3 separate regions of the Mus musculus genome follow, and all the other regions are linked to region 2. The links are chromatin contacts, called in public HiChIP or PLAC-seq maps. All regions are on one chromosome and are shown on one strand. The core of a region is the stretch at or near the end of the contact, and the rest is flanking DNA. Distances in the headings are between cores, read along the strand shown.

Region 1 (4,674 bases), core at 302-2,801, 230 kb after region 2:
TGTACCTCCAGCTCCAGTGGACTGTATACCCCCAGCAAGCACCCACACATGTGGCACACACTCAGCTAGATATAGGCACGGAAAATTCAACTTCAGCCCCTGGCCTCTGCGTGCATGTACACACCAGGCATGTGCACAGACATGTACACACACACACACACACACACACCAACAGCAACAGCAACAATAACTAACCCTTAGGACACTCACAACTCCTGCAGAGCCTGGAACATCCCACGAGAGTGAGAGGCCAGCTACTTTCATGCATGTTTTATAGACAGAAGCTGAGGCTCAGAGAGGCACACTATATAGGAACTAGATGTTGGATCCGACATGGGCTCCTTCTTGCTTCTCAGCCAACTCAAACCCAACAGCTTGAGTTTGACCCTGGGACCCACATGCTGGAAGGAGAGAACTGATTCCTGCAAGCTGTCCTCTGCCTTCCATACTCCAGCTGTGGCACTCACCCCTCCCCCATAAAGTAAATAAAAATATCGATTTAATGTATAGTATAGTCAGAGGAAAATAATGTTTCACACGGAAACACCTTCCAGCTGGCACAGTTATTGCTGATGGGCATTTGAGGAGCCTCAGTTTGTCATTACAGAGCCCTGCTCTGCCCATGATGGCCATCACAAGTCAGACGTGGTCATTGAGTACCCAAAACAGAGTGAGTCCAGGAAGCCAGTGGAGATACGTGAGCACGAAACTCACGCTAGGTTTCCAGACTTTACGTTAAAAAAAAAAAAAAAAGTAAAATAGTCAAGAATGTCAACACTCAGGGAGCTGAGGCAGGAGGATTGCTACAAGTTCCAGGCTACTTTACAGTAAGAGACATACAGCCAGAAGGCCCCGCTCATGGACGTCATTGAAACAGGGAGATGACCTTAAAGACTCAATGGCAACTCCCACCAGCAGGGCTGAGACAAGGCTCACTAGATGCAGCTCACTAACTCCAGGGCAGGAGTTAGAGCTCATCCTGGTGATGGTTCATCGGTGTCAACTGGATCCGGGTCCGACCAACAGTCACACCTCTGTGTGGGTCTGTGGGAGCATGCTCTAGAAGGATTGCTCCAGTTCAGCGCTGATATAAACAGTCTGGAGGAAAGCTGCCCTCCTTCCACAGGACACTTGTGGCTGAGGGAATGTGTTCTGTCACTACTTTCTCTGGCTAACGCCAGAACCCCGTTTATTCGATCTTCCCAAATGGACTGTGCCAGGAGTCCCCCAGGCCTTCAGCACCAGCCTCGCAGACGGAGCTTCTTCAGTCCCAGTTGGAAAACCCAGTCCGTATGTAAGCCAATCTAATCAAGCCCCTTTGTCATATGCATTATTCTGCAGGTCTGTTCCTCTAGAGAGCCTGACACATACAACCGGTGCGGGGTGAAGGGACAGACCTGGGTGGAGGGCCGACTTCTGTGGCCCAGTGACCTATTTACTGGCAAAACGCTGGCCTTGTGTGTTCTTTCTGAACTCCAGAGAAGTCTTAGCTCCAGAGGGGAAATGTATGGCAGTGGAACTGGATGCTAACACACTTCTGAGTCAGCAGGTGACAAGGGGAGTCATGGTGCCAGCTGGGGTGACTAATCAGGGCAGCAGAGCACTCTGGTCTCTCCAGGATGAGGAAAGTGGACCCTGTTTCTCAATGAAGTAGAAGGAGGCATCTGGTACAGGAGCCCCAGTTAGCAGAGCTCGTGCTATGTCTACATCCTGTGACTAAAGACCATGCAGAGGCTGGAGAGATGGCTCAGCCCAGAACAGTACCTGCCTTGCCAGCCTGAAGTCAATTCCCAGAACTCACAGGAGGAAGAGGAGAAATGAACCACAAAGTGGTCCTCTGGCCTCTGCACGTGTGCTGTGACGTGATCATACATGCAGTAATGATAGCCACAAAGTGTAGATTAAGAAAATGACTACTCTGTCATTACCCAGGGCACTTAGTAGTCACCCCACATGGTTGAGGCCCAACATCAGCTGAAGTGCCTTACTGAGGGCCCAGGGAAGACAGTTATAAACATCAGCTAGACAGGCCTGCAAGGGTGCTGGGAGTCAAGATGATTGTCACCAAGCTCATGACCATATTCAATCTCTGGGACCCACATGGTGGAAGGAGAGAACATATTCCCACAGTTGTCTTCTGACTTCTGTATATGCACTGTAGTATATGTATATATGTATACACACACACACACACACACACATATATATATATATTCAAGACAGGGTTTCTCTGTGTAGCCCTGGCTGTCCTGGAACTCACTCTGTAGACCAGGCTGGCCTCGAACTCAGAAATCCACCTGCCTCTGCCTCCCAAGTGCTGGGATTAAAGGCACCATGAATGCCAGTTAAAACGAATTTCTTAAATACCAGCTATTAAGCCAGGCTTGATACACCTTTAATCCTGACATTCTAGAGGCAGAGGCAGGTGGATGATCTCTGTAAGTTTAAGGACAGCATGACCACATAGCAAATTCTAGGTTAACCAGCCTACATTGTAAAACTATCTCAAAAATCAACCAACTGAATTTGGCAGGCGCTGCTGCCCCCTGTCACTGCTTGTTGCAGCCGTGATCAACTCCACCATGTACTTAAGACACCGAGTACTGGAGAGAAAGGATTTGGATATAAGGGTTTCTTCTTCCACAGGATTATTCCGGGATTCATGCGCCAGGGTGGTGGCGTCACACATCATAATGGCACTGGCAGCGGGTCCATCTGCAGGGAGAACTTTGAGACTGAGAACATCATACTAAAGCATTCAGGTCCTGGCATCTTGTCCATGACAAATGCTGGCACAGACACAGATAGCTCCCGGGCTCTCACCTGTACTGCCAAAACTGAGTGACAGCGGGGTGGCAAGCGTGTGGTCTTCGGAACAGTGAAAGGAGACGTGAACATTATAGAAGACGCGGAGCATTTGGGGTCTAGGAATGGGATGAGCAGCAGGAAGATCTGGTTCTTTTGACTTGCGGGCATCTGGCCCACCAGTAGCTCAGGAGAGTGCCCCCACCCCATCTGCTCACAGTGCCCTGCAACTCTGCCCTCACTGAAGTTCTCTGGGTTCCATATTTTCCAAGTCTAGCTGGCTGGCAGAGTTAAGTGTGTTTGTTTGTTTGTTTTGCTTTGTTTTCCGAGACAGGGTTTCTCTGTGTAGCCCTGGCTGTCCTGGAACTCACTTTGTAGACCAGGCTAGTCTCAAACTCAGAAATCCGCCTGCCTCTGCCTCCCGAGTGCTGGGATTAAAGGCATGCGCCACCACACCCGGCTCAGTGTTAAGTTTATGAATAAATACTAAATAAGGAAAAAAAATCAACAAGCCAAGAAAGGAAGAAAGAATGAGAGAGAGAAAGAGAAAAGAAGAAGAAAGAAAGGGAGAGAGGGAGGGAGGGAGGGAGGGAGGGAGGGAGGAAGGAAGGAAGGAAGGAAGGAAGGAAGGAAGGAAGGAAGGAAGGAAGGAAGGAAGGAAGGAAGGAAGGCAGGAAGGCAGGAAGGCAGGAAGGCAGGAAGGCAGGAAGGCAGGAAGGCAAGAAGGCAGGAAGGCAGGAAGGCACCCCGGCATGAGCAGGGCACACTGCTCACATGATCTGAATGCTGTGAGCTTGAGGCGCCAAAGGACTCTGATTTCACCCCACAGTGTGGGAAGGAGAGGCTTGGGAATTTGTTCTTCCAAAAAGGAATCAGGCTCTTTGGGGCTGAGCTGGACAGATGGATCGTGCCTGATGGGGTTCTAATTTCTCCTGCCATTGTGAGGAGCTTAAGTGTGGTTTAGAAGGTGTGTCAGGATTCAAAACCTCCTAGGAGTGGATTTGTGGTGGCTTAAGTTTCTGAGCCAACCTCACCAGCCACCACATGCCCAGGTTAATACATTATTTGTGAATGTGTCTTTGGGTGTTTTCAAATGAGGTTAAATGTTGAACTCAGAAACACAGAGGCCCTCGCCACCCAGCCCAACCGTCTTACTCAGGCTGGACCAGGACAAAAGGCAGGAGAGGGTCTTCTCCTGTCTTCCATCTTCAGATAAGGGCTTATACCATCAACCTTTTCTCTTCTCTTCTCTCCTCTCCTCTCCTCTCCTCTCCTCTCCTCTCCTCTCCTCTCCTCTCCTCTCCTCTCCTCTCCTCTCCTCTCCTCTCCTCCCCTCCCCTCCCCTCCCCTCTCCCCTCCCCTCCCCTCCCCTTCCCTTCTCTTTTCTTTTTCTTTTCTCTTCAATTTTTCTAAAGATTTACTTTATGTATATGAGCACACTGTCACTGTCTTCAGATGCACCAGAAGAGGGCATCAGATCTCATTATAGATGGTTGTGAGCCATCATGTAGTTGCTGGGATTTGAACTCAGGACCTCTGGAAGAGCAGTCATTGTTCTTATCCACTGAGCCATCTCTCTAGCCCTTTCAGGTTTATTTTTGATGATATGTGTGTGTCTCTGTGAGGGCAGAAGAAGGTGTAGATCTTCTGGAACTGGAGTTACAGGCAGTTTTGAGCAGCCTGACATGGGTGCTGGGAACTGAACTTGGGTTCTCTGCAAGAGCAGCAAGTGCTCTGAACCACTAAACCATCTCTCCGGCCCACACCATCTGCCTTTGACCTTGGACTGAGCTATACACTGTTGAGCTCCCTGGGTCTGTAGCTCCTAGAGAGTGGATAGAAAGAGTCATTGATTGATCAATAGATTGA
Region 2 (4,473 bases), core at 852-3,351:
TTCATGCACTTGCAAGCCTGGGTTTCTAACCTGCTCAAGCCTGTGCTTCCCAACTTCAAGCAGGGTAAGACCATCTTCTGCTTCTTTGGTGGACCCTCTGCTGGTAAATGTCCTCTCCTTAGATAACAAGTAAAGACTGTCCAAGAAAAAAGATTCTAGTACCAACTATAGGATAATCGTAGGGAGCATGTTACAAGAGAGAAAACCATCAAGGCATCTGACACAGAGAAGTCAACCACAGAACTTCACTAGGTTGGCACAAGAGAGGCCAACCACAGAACTACTCTAAGTTTGCTTCCACCACAGATAAAGGCTGGTATAGAAGGTTGGAATATACTGATCACTCAGGCTGGCCAATATAAAATACTGCCAGCGTTTACCTAGTGATACCAGACACCTGGCATTTAAACACTAGAAATGTTGGACAGGGAGCCAGGAGATGTGGTCCCAGTGTGTCTTGTTACAAGTAGTTTTGTTTCTAATTCCTAAGCTTTATAAACTCAGCTAAATTATATACCCAATAAAAACAATCTGCAAACCTCAAAATGCGAGACTTTAGAAATCAGGAGTTCTTACCCTCAGAGTGATGAATCTGCAAACTTGGATACCTTGATTAAACTGTACCAAGATTATGAAGCTACAGAAAGGCCAAGAAAGCTGTTAAGATGTAAGATGGTCTTACTTCAAAAAGCATTTCTCTGGGGAGAGTGCCTACAGCTTTCAGTGGATTTTATAAGGAGCCAAGATTGATCTGTCTTGCTGTAGGTAAGAGTCACTTTACTCAAGATCATTTGTTTGTTTGTTTTTCAAGACAGGGTTTCTCTGTATAGCCCCGACTGTCCTAGAACTCACTTTGTAGACCAGGCTGGCCTCGAACTCAGAAATCCGCCAGCCTCTGCCTCCCAAGTGCTGGGATTAAAGGCATGCGCCACTACCGCCCAGCTTCAAGATCATTTTAACAATCAAAAGCAGACAGCCCAAGTGTGCCTGTATGGATTTGGCCAGGTTTCAAATCTACAGTCTGTCTGGACCCTTTAAACGCTACATTCACAAGCCTTTATCCTTCACACCTAATGGAAAGTGTTTTTACAGACAGCTGTGTCCAGATCCGCAACTTCTTGGTACACTGACTATTAGGAAAATGTACAAGGCTTTGAGTCATAATGATGTCACTTTCTGTTCTCCAGGTATATTAACCGGCTGCCAATCCTGTGTAAGCCTTAGAGAACTTTCTACTGTGAGTTAGCTACCATAGCGGTTCTTGGTGGTCACTTCAGGCCTGTCATAAACATCTTCCTTAGGCAATGGCCATAGAGCGGGAATGAAAAAGGCCCACTACTTAGAAACACTTTGGATGCTGAGTTTAAATCCTCAGGCTTGTTCTTTCTTATTTTTTCTTCTTGAAACCAAGGCATGTATTTCAAGAGAGATTTGAATTCCTCTTGGGGATTCTGGCTTTGGTCAGTCAACCGAGCACCCTAAACCAAGCAAGGAAACAGGCTAAGATTCCGCACAACTTCAAAGCGCCAGATCAAGGAGCACAGAAGGGCGGAGATCGCGGACAAGAGAACTTGGAATTTAAGTTATGAAAGGGTGAATTAGGGAAGGTTGCCACCAACGTGGAATCCAGGGAAGCCAGCAGGAATCGCAGGAGTGGCCTCCCAGGTCTTTGGGTATTTAGGCCGCATCTGGGCCCCTTCCTCAGGACCTCAAACCTGCAGGGACCAGACTACCCGAGGAGGCCGCACGGCGTAGTCCATCCCTACGGGGCGGCGCAAACCCCCTGGCTCAGGGGCCGAACTTAGGAGATCCCGCTGGGCTGAAGTTGGCTCAGCCCGGGACAGCGGTCGCGCTCCCCCCACCCCCCCGTCGCCACTCCCTGATCCTGCCCCCAGCCTGCCAGGCCTTACTTTGAGCGCCAGGTGATGGACGCGGCCCAAGACGGGGTGGACCAGCAGCTCCAGCAACGCCAGCAGTCGTAGCAGCCGCAGGCAGAAGGAGCCGAAGCGGCCGAGGGGTACCGGGACGGCCATGTTTGTTCCAGCATCACCAGCTGCTTCCTCTCCCACCCACTTCCGGGTCAAAGTGCGTCGTCCCGGAGGTGCTCTGGAAGGGGGCGCGGCTGCCGCCTCCGAGGTCCTTGAGATCGTTTTACTGCAAAACGCAACTCTGGTCACGCAGGGACCTGAGCGGACCACCTCGGCACTCTTCAATTGGCCTCCCAGGACGGACTTCCGGCAAAGCCCCTGTGAGGACCCTGAAGCGTTTGCCATGACAACCATGGCGGGGCAAGTTCAAGCCGGGCCTCCTTTCTGCCTTGCCGGGCTTGGGGATTGAGGGGCCTGGACCAAAGTCTGGAACCCGCAATGTCCGCCACTGACCCTGGCGGATGATTGGACTGCCTTCGGTGGTAATAACTTAGAAATTGCTGGCCTGTCTTAGATTCCTTGACTTATTATCATCCTAGGCCCTTTACACAAACTTCAGCTTGAAATAGTTGCAGTAATAGGATTTATTGAGTCCATAGGAAGCCATCCACTAGGCTTTTTTTTTTTAAGTGGCATTTAATCTTTGGGACAATCTAATTATATAAGAGGTAGGTGTCAGGCTGTTCCTCTGTTCTACCTAAACTCTAAGAAATGGTCATTTTGGCCAGTCTGAGCTGGGGATCACATGCAGATTTTTAACTGATACGTCATTTTGTCTTGTGTGATTTCATGCCACCGCTGGAGTCTGAGCCTTAATGTTTTCTATTTTAGTCTCTTTGGAAACTTAGCTTCTAGTCCTTAACACTTAATGGAAGGACTTGGTTGTAGGTCCCTGGTACCAGGGCTTACAGGAAACACTCGTATTAAAATAGCTGATAACCAAGTTGGTTTAGTTCTTAGATTCTTGTTTTTAGCTGGACACACAAGTAACATATGCTTTTGTGTATGTGCATGTAATTATTTAAGCAAAATAGGACACAATAAAAACACAGGGAACTCTACTACCAGGCAGCTACCACTATGTAGGTGTGTGAACACCTATGACAGAATCAGATTCCTATAGCTTTTTAACTGGAACTAGTAACAGGATGTATTTTGAAGGTCTGGTTGGTTGCTTTTCTAAGTTTTTTATGTATGTGTGTGCCATGTATAGGTACCTGAGAGGACCAGAAGATGGTGTCAGATCCTCGGGAGCTGGAATTGCTGGCAGTTGTGTGTTGCCTGACATCATGAGTACTAGAAAGTTAACTCAGGTATCTATCTATAAGAGCAGTAAGTGCTCTTAACCACTGAGCAGTGTCTCTAACCCAACATGATAGATCTGTATATATAAATACATATAGATAGGAAATTAAGTTTGTTTTTATGTTGTTTGTGTGTTTATAAATGCCATGAGGTGTACCCATAGAGACCAGAAGGGGGCATCAGATCCCTGCAACTGAAGTTACCTTGGTTGTCAGCCATCCATTGTGCTTGCTGGGAACCCAAACTCCAGTCTTCTGGAAGAACAGGAACTCTTAGCTGCTGAGCCATCTCTTCAGCCCAATATGATATACTTTAATGCCACAAACTGTGAACTTCAACAAATTCACTTGGAGCCAGGAGGTGGTGGTACACATCTTTAATCCAAGCACTCAGAAAGCAGAGGCAGGCGAGTGGATATCTGAGTTCAAGGCCAACCAGAACTACTCAGAGAAACTTCGAATTGAAAACCCAAACAAACAAACAAACAAATCGATTTGTTGGGACTACACTGTCTAATTAAAAAAAAAAAATCGCCGGGCATGGTGGCGCACGCCTTTAATCCCAGCAGAGGCAGGCGGATTTCTGAGTTCGAGGCCAGCCTGGTCTACAAAGTGAGCTCCAGGACAGCCAGGGCTATACAAAGAAACCCTGTCTCGAAAAAACCAAAAAAAAAAAAGAAAAGAAAAAAAAAATCACTTGGGAAAATATGGAACTAAAAGTGAGATGGTTTTGGAGGCCCTGGTTTTGCCTCTGTGCTTGCACAGTCTTCATACACTGATATACCCCGAATCCTTCCCCTGACTTAAAAACCAGGCCAAGTTCAGTCACACCCTCTTCAGAGGCAACAGTAGAACATGCAGGTGGAGACACAGAGGTTGGGGTTTATCTTAAGATGCATTTCAGTTTCATGGGAGGGAAAGGCAGTGACACTGGCTGGCTGGTGGCTAGCCTTGTCTTCCCTTTACTTGGGTCTTGGGCCATCTCTTTTGAATATGCAATCTTCCATGTTTGAACAGGATTTTCATCTGATCCCACCCCCTTACAGATAGATAATGAAACCTAGAGCAGGAAACTCTGGAATTACTCTTTTGCAGCCCTACACAGAGAGGTGAGAAATTATTTTCTGAGTGAACTTGATTGGCTATGTGATCTACGTTATGTCATTTATAAGAGTCCTATGAGATGTCTTATTTCCTTTCATCAGATCAGGTTTGGTTAGATTAGTTCAGAGGCAGTCTGT
Region 3 (5,042 bases), core at 1,547-4,046, 210 kb after region 2:
ACATGCAGGCAGATCATTGTATACATAATAAATGAATAAACCTAAAAACAAAAACAAAAAGACAACAACTAACCATTTGACAACTAACAATAATTAATTTAACATTTATGACGTGTTACTGTTGCTTGTGGGCAATTGTATGCTAAAAACAATTCCCAGCCAGGCGTGGTGGCACACACCTTTAATCCCAGCACTCAGGAGGCAGAGGCAGGCGGATTTCTGAGTTCGAGGCCAGCCTGCTCTACAAAGTGAGTTCCAGGACAGCCAGCTATACAGAGAAACCCTGTCTCAGAAAACCAAACCAAACCAAACCAAACCAATTCCCAAAATACATTTTAACACTGATAGCTCTGTGGTCACCAGGAAAAAAGTATATAGTAAATTTTAGAGTGTGCCTGTAATCCTACCATGTAAGAGGCAGTAGGAGGATGGCCAAAAGTTCAAGGCAAGCCTGACCTATACGCTAAGTGCTAGGACAGTCTGGATTACAGATTTTTGTTTGTTTTATGACAGGGTCTCACTATGCAGCTCTTGCTATCCTGGAACTCACTATGTAGACCAGGCTGGCCTGGAACTCACAGAGATCTGCTTCTGCCTCTGGAGTGCTGGGATTAAAGGTGTACACCAGCATTCCCAGTTCATCTGGGCTACAAACAGACCCTATCTCTAAAAAATAAAACCCAGCCGGCATGGCAGCAGGTCCCTTTGATCCCAGCACTTAGAGAGGCAGAGGTAGACAAGATCTCAGTGAGTTCCAGGTCATCCTGGTCTACATATCAAGTCCTAGGGCTACATAGCGAGACTCTGTCTCAACAAACAAACTCATCAGGCAAGATCTGAATTTAACCCCTGGGCCCCATGGTGGGAGTCCAGTGTCCATGAGTTGTTCCTCCCCTTCCATGTCTCCACCATGGCAGGCTCTCTAACGCACACACTAGAGTAAAACTAATGAAAACAAAATTCCCCACAGTCTGTAAATGTGTGGGGTCTGAGGATACAGTTCAGTTGGTAGCAAGCTTTCTTAGCATCCAATAAACCCTGGGTTCAATCCCAGCACCACACAAAATTGCACATGGTGGGGCTGGTGAGATGGCTCAGTGGTTAAGAGCGCCGACGGCTCTTCTGAAGGTCCCGAGTTCAAATCCCAGCAACCACATGGTGGCTCACAACCATCCGTAACGAAATCTGATGCCCTCTTCTGGAGTATCTGAGGACAGCTACAGTGTACTCACACATAATAAATAAATAAATAAATAAATAAATAAATAAATAAATAAATAAATTGCACACGGTGACACATGTCTGTAATCCCAGGACTTTGGAGGCTGAGACAGGAGAATCATCTTGATACACAGTGATCTGGAGGCTAACAAATCTGAAATTTGGGCTTGGAGGTAGAACTCAGATCTTCTGAACAAATGAACCCACAGTCTGTGTGACTCTGTAGCCCAAGCTGGTCCTGAACTTATAGTTCTCCCACTTCTGCTTCTCGAGGAGCTGGGATTCTAGGCTTGCGCTCTCTGTGTGAGCGTGTTCATGTGGACCGACATATATGCACAAGTATGTAGAGGCCAGAAGACAACACTGTGGTCATTCTTCAGGGAGCATTTGTTTCCATGTGTGTATGCATGCCTGTATGTGTACATGTGTGTTCACATATGAGCAAGTGCTATGTGAGCCGGAGATGGACATCATACATCCTCCATGGTCTCTCTCCACTTTATAATCTGAGACACAGTCTTCGTCTGAACCCGGAGCTCGCCATTCCTCTAGACTGGCTGGTCAGCAGGCATCAGGGATCTGCCTGTCTCCAGCTCCCAGTGCTGAGATCACAGACACAGGCCACCGACACTGGTTTTTACACAGGTAACAGAACATCTTCCCGATCCCTACCTTGTTATTTGAGATAAGGTCTCTCTCGGGCCTGGAGCTCAAGGGTTAGGATAGGCTGGAGCCCCAGGATTCACCTGTCTCCACCTCCTCAGAACTAGGGTTACATAGGTTACTATGTTCTGCTTTTAGACAGGGTCTCACTGTGTGGCCACGGGTAACCCCAGATTCACAGAGATCCACCTGCTTCTGTGTCCCACATATTTAAAAGCTTGTACCACCACCATGCCTGGCTTTACAATCTGCTTTTTGTTTGATTGTTTTGTTTATTTGAGACAGGGTTTCTCTGTGTAGCCCTGGCTGTCCTGGAACTCTCTCTATAGACCAGGCTGGCCTCGAACTCACAGAGATCCACCTGCCTCTGCCTCTGGAGCGCTGGGATTAAAGGCATGTGCCAACAGTGCCAGGTGATCCTCTGCTTTTCATGTGGATGCTGAAACAACTCATATTGTTATGCTTGTATGCTATGCTCTGTACCTTCTGCTACATGTCCCCAGCCCCGCCCCCCTGCTCCCTGGCTCCATTTTCAGGCAGTATGTTTTGTTGCCATGAGTTTCCCAATGGTGTATGGCAAGCTTCTTTCTTATCGTCCTTGGCTCTCTTTGTTACATTTCCTACCGTGGTTCTCCTGAAGCACGGCCTACAGTGTTTCTGTTGTTACTCCAGTGACATTCCGAGGGACTTCTGGGGGCCTTCATAAATTAAAAGGAACAACAATGACAAAGTCCTGGAAGGCGACTCTGCTTTGGACTGGACTCTACATTTGGTTTGGACGCTAGCTGAGAATTTTCAGGACCAGAGACAGCGCTCCGTGGTCCTCACCTGTTTGCCAGGAGAGCAGGGGACGTGAGGATGCTGAGAAGACCCACGCACTTCTACCAAACGAACACTAGAGGGCAGCGAGCTGCAGGTCTGCAGCCTCACAGATGGCTCTCAATTCCCGTTCGCTCTTGTTTGAACACTGGGGATGGACTGGGTGTAGGGGTGTGGCAGAAGCCCTGCTATAACTTCTAGGAAGGACGCATGAGTGTTTTACAAAAGCTCTTTATGGCAAGGCCCTTGGAGATCCCTGTCTACTGGGCAAGGCGCTGTGGAAACAAACGATACTGCGGACGCGTGCTCAGGCCCTCCTGGTTTTTACCACTTTTAGTTTCGTTTTGTTCAGTCATGATTATGGCTGAGTTTATGAGGAATCTAGAGTGTTTTTTTCTTTTCTTTCTCTCTTCTTCTTCTTCTTCTTCTTCTTCTTCTTCTTCGTCTTGTTTTTTGTTTGTTTGTTTTTTTCGAGACAGGGTTTCTCTGTATAGCCCTGGCTGTCCTGGAACTTACTCTGTAGACCAGGCTGGCCTCGAACTCAGAAATCCGCCTCCCTCTGCCTCCCAAGTGCTGGGATTAAAGGCATGCCCCACCACGCCCGGCCCAAGTGTTTCTTTCTTGGAACACAGAAACCGGTTCTCCTGGCTCCCCCTGGCTGCCTCTGCAGTCACCTGGAAAAAGCAGAAGGAAGTATTAAGGTTAATGGCCCTTACTTGACTGTTTTCTTTTATAAAAGAGATAACTACATTCCAAGAACTTAGGAGATGGCTTTGAGAACGTATGAAACATATAAGGAAGAAATAAAGGGCATAGAAGGTCAGACATCCCTCCAGTGCCAAAAAATTGACAAAGGAATCTAAATCTCGCAGTCCCTTTGGAGGTAAGAGTAGAAACTGCCAGGAGGAACAGAAACTTGGTCCCAGCAGTTAAGAGCCTGGTATCAATCTTACCATTCTGGGAAATGTATTTAAAAAAAGAACAGGACCATATTGTAAAACTACTGCTTACATAAAAGTAATACACAGACTATTTAGCAATTATTAGACTTATACCTGGAAAATATTATTTTAGGTGTGGTATCATCTCCTCTGCTGACTTCAAAAATGTAAAAGTGCCATGCTGTCAAAGACTATGGGGCTTGAATGTCTCTTATTTTGTAACCACGTGTCTCCTGACAGTCTAGAAACAGTTCAAATAGGGTGTGTGCCTAGTTAGATAAGTTCATTTGGCTTAGATACGAGCTAAAGGCTAATTAATAAATGCTTAGATATAGGGTAAAGGTCAATTAATGACTACAAGGGAGAGGGGAAGAGGAAAAGAAACTAAAATGGGGGCTGGAGAGACTGCTCAGCGGTTAAGAGCACCGACTACTCTTCCGAAGGTCCTGAGTTCAAATCCCAGCAACCACATAGTGGCTCACAACCATCTGTAACAAGATCTGACTCCCTCTTCTGGAGTGTCTGAAGACAGCTACAGTGTACTTAGATATAATAAATAAGTAAATTTTTTAAAAAGAAACTAAAATGGGTACATGTTTATTGATATAATGTTATGGGCAGCAGGGGGGGGGGGGCGAACGTGTTCTACCCCACTCTATTCCATTTAGCTCCTAAATAAAAGACATAGAAATCTGGTATTTTATTACAAACTGCTTGCACTGGGCTGGGCTGGTTCTGAGCTAGTCTAACCTACATCTCAGTCATAGGCCCCTTGTTACTTGCAGTTTGAGACTTGCCTGGCTTGCTCTGTTCCACGTGTGCCCTCAGGGCAAGCTTCTCTTGGTCATGTGCTCATATTCTATCTTGCCTTTAGGTAACTTACTTTCTTCTCCCCATGGTACCTATTTATTTATTTACTTATTTATTTATTTAATATATGAGTACTCTACCTGCATGTACACCTGTGTGCCAGAAGAGAGCATCAGATCCCATTACAGATGGTTGTGGGGCACCATGTGGTTGCTGGGAATTGAACGCAGGATCTCTGGAAGAGTAGCCAGTGTTTTGTTTTATTTTTTATTTTTTCAAGATTTATTTATTATTATATCTAAGTACACTGTAGCTGTTTCAGATGCCAGAAGAGGGCGTCAGATCTCATTACGGATGGTTGTGAGCCACCATGTGGTTGCTGGGAATTGAACTCAGGACCTTAGGAAGTGCTCTTAACCACTGAGCCATCTCTCCAGCCCCACTCTTGTTTTTATTTAAGGGATGGAGCGATAGCTCATGTACTTTCCCGGAGAGCTCCTGGATTTAACCTTCAGTTCCCACAGTGGGTGTCTCACAACCACCCACAGCTCTGGCTCCAGGGTTTCCAACACCCCTGGCCTCTCTGGG

Evidence for each region. HiChIP or PLAC-seq counts read pairs in DNA pulled down with a chosen protein or histone mark.
Region 1: a contact with region 2 is called in a FOXA1 HiChIP or PLAC-seq map of pancreatic cancer cells. The contact joins the enhancer-like site here to the promoter of D330023K18Rik in region 2. A contact is called at or near these places in 2 of 484 Hi-C or Micro-C datasets (embryonic stem cells and uterus), 9 of 115 datasets of contacts at active chromatin or transcription factors (embryonic stem cells and pancreatic cancer cells) and 2 of 9 other capture datasets (adipose tissue and liver).
Region 3: an H3K4me3 HiChIP or PLAC-seq map of the 230-238 cell line shows a contact between it and region 2, with 15 read pairs. The contact joins the enhancer-like site here to the promoter of D330023K18Rik in region 2. A contact is called at or near these places in 11 of 39 promoter capture datasets (the C10 cell line, the HPC-7 cell line, the SN4741 cell line and 5 more), 1 of 15 datasets of contacts at CTCF or cohesin (the NIH/3T3 cell line), 9 of 484 Hi-C or Micro-C datasets (B cells, CD4 T cells, the G1E-ER4 cell line and 4 more), 22 of 115 datasets of contacts at active chromatin or transcription factors (the 230-238 cell line, the HPC-7 cell line, the SCID.adh cell line and 11 more) and 4 of 9 other capture datasets (adipose tissue, liver, macrophages and 1 more).

What each region holds. Positions count from the first base shown.
Region 1 is chr2:30,922,283-30,926,956 of GRCm38.p6, reverse strand. It overlaps a transcript of Ptges not described here and the pseudogene Gm13400. Among named protein-coding and RNA genes, the nearest start is that of Ptges, 21 kb to the right of the region's middle. Within about 2 kb of position 1,551, at least 26 of the 459 cell types and tissues checked have an H3K27ac peak or open chromatin away from gene starts, as enhancers often do. A contact at or near this core is called in pancreatic cancer cells, where this site is marked.
Region 2 is chr2:31,149,919-31,154,391 of GRCm38.p6, reverse strand. It overlaps D330023K18Rik (RIKEN cDNA D330023K18 gene), which reads left to right and starts at 2,101. Exons shown (of 2, transcript NR_040334.1): 1 at 2,101-2,410; 2 at 3,142-3,343. It overlaps Gpr107 (G protein-coupled receptor 107), which reads right to left and starts at 2,076. Exons shown (of 18, transcript NM_178760.4): 1 at 1,911-2,076. The coding sequence starts at 2,033.
Region 3 is chr2:30,940,630-30,945,671 of GRCm38.p6, reverse strand. No RefSeq gene overlaps it. Among named protein-coding and RNA genes, the nearest start is that of Tor1b, 9.8 kb to the left of the region's middle. Within about 2 kb of position 2,796, at least 113 of the 459 cell types and tissues checked have an H3K27ac peak or open chromatin away from gene starts, as enhancers often do. A contact at or near this core is called in the 230-238 cell line, B cells, the G1E-ER4 cell line and 10 more, where this site is marked.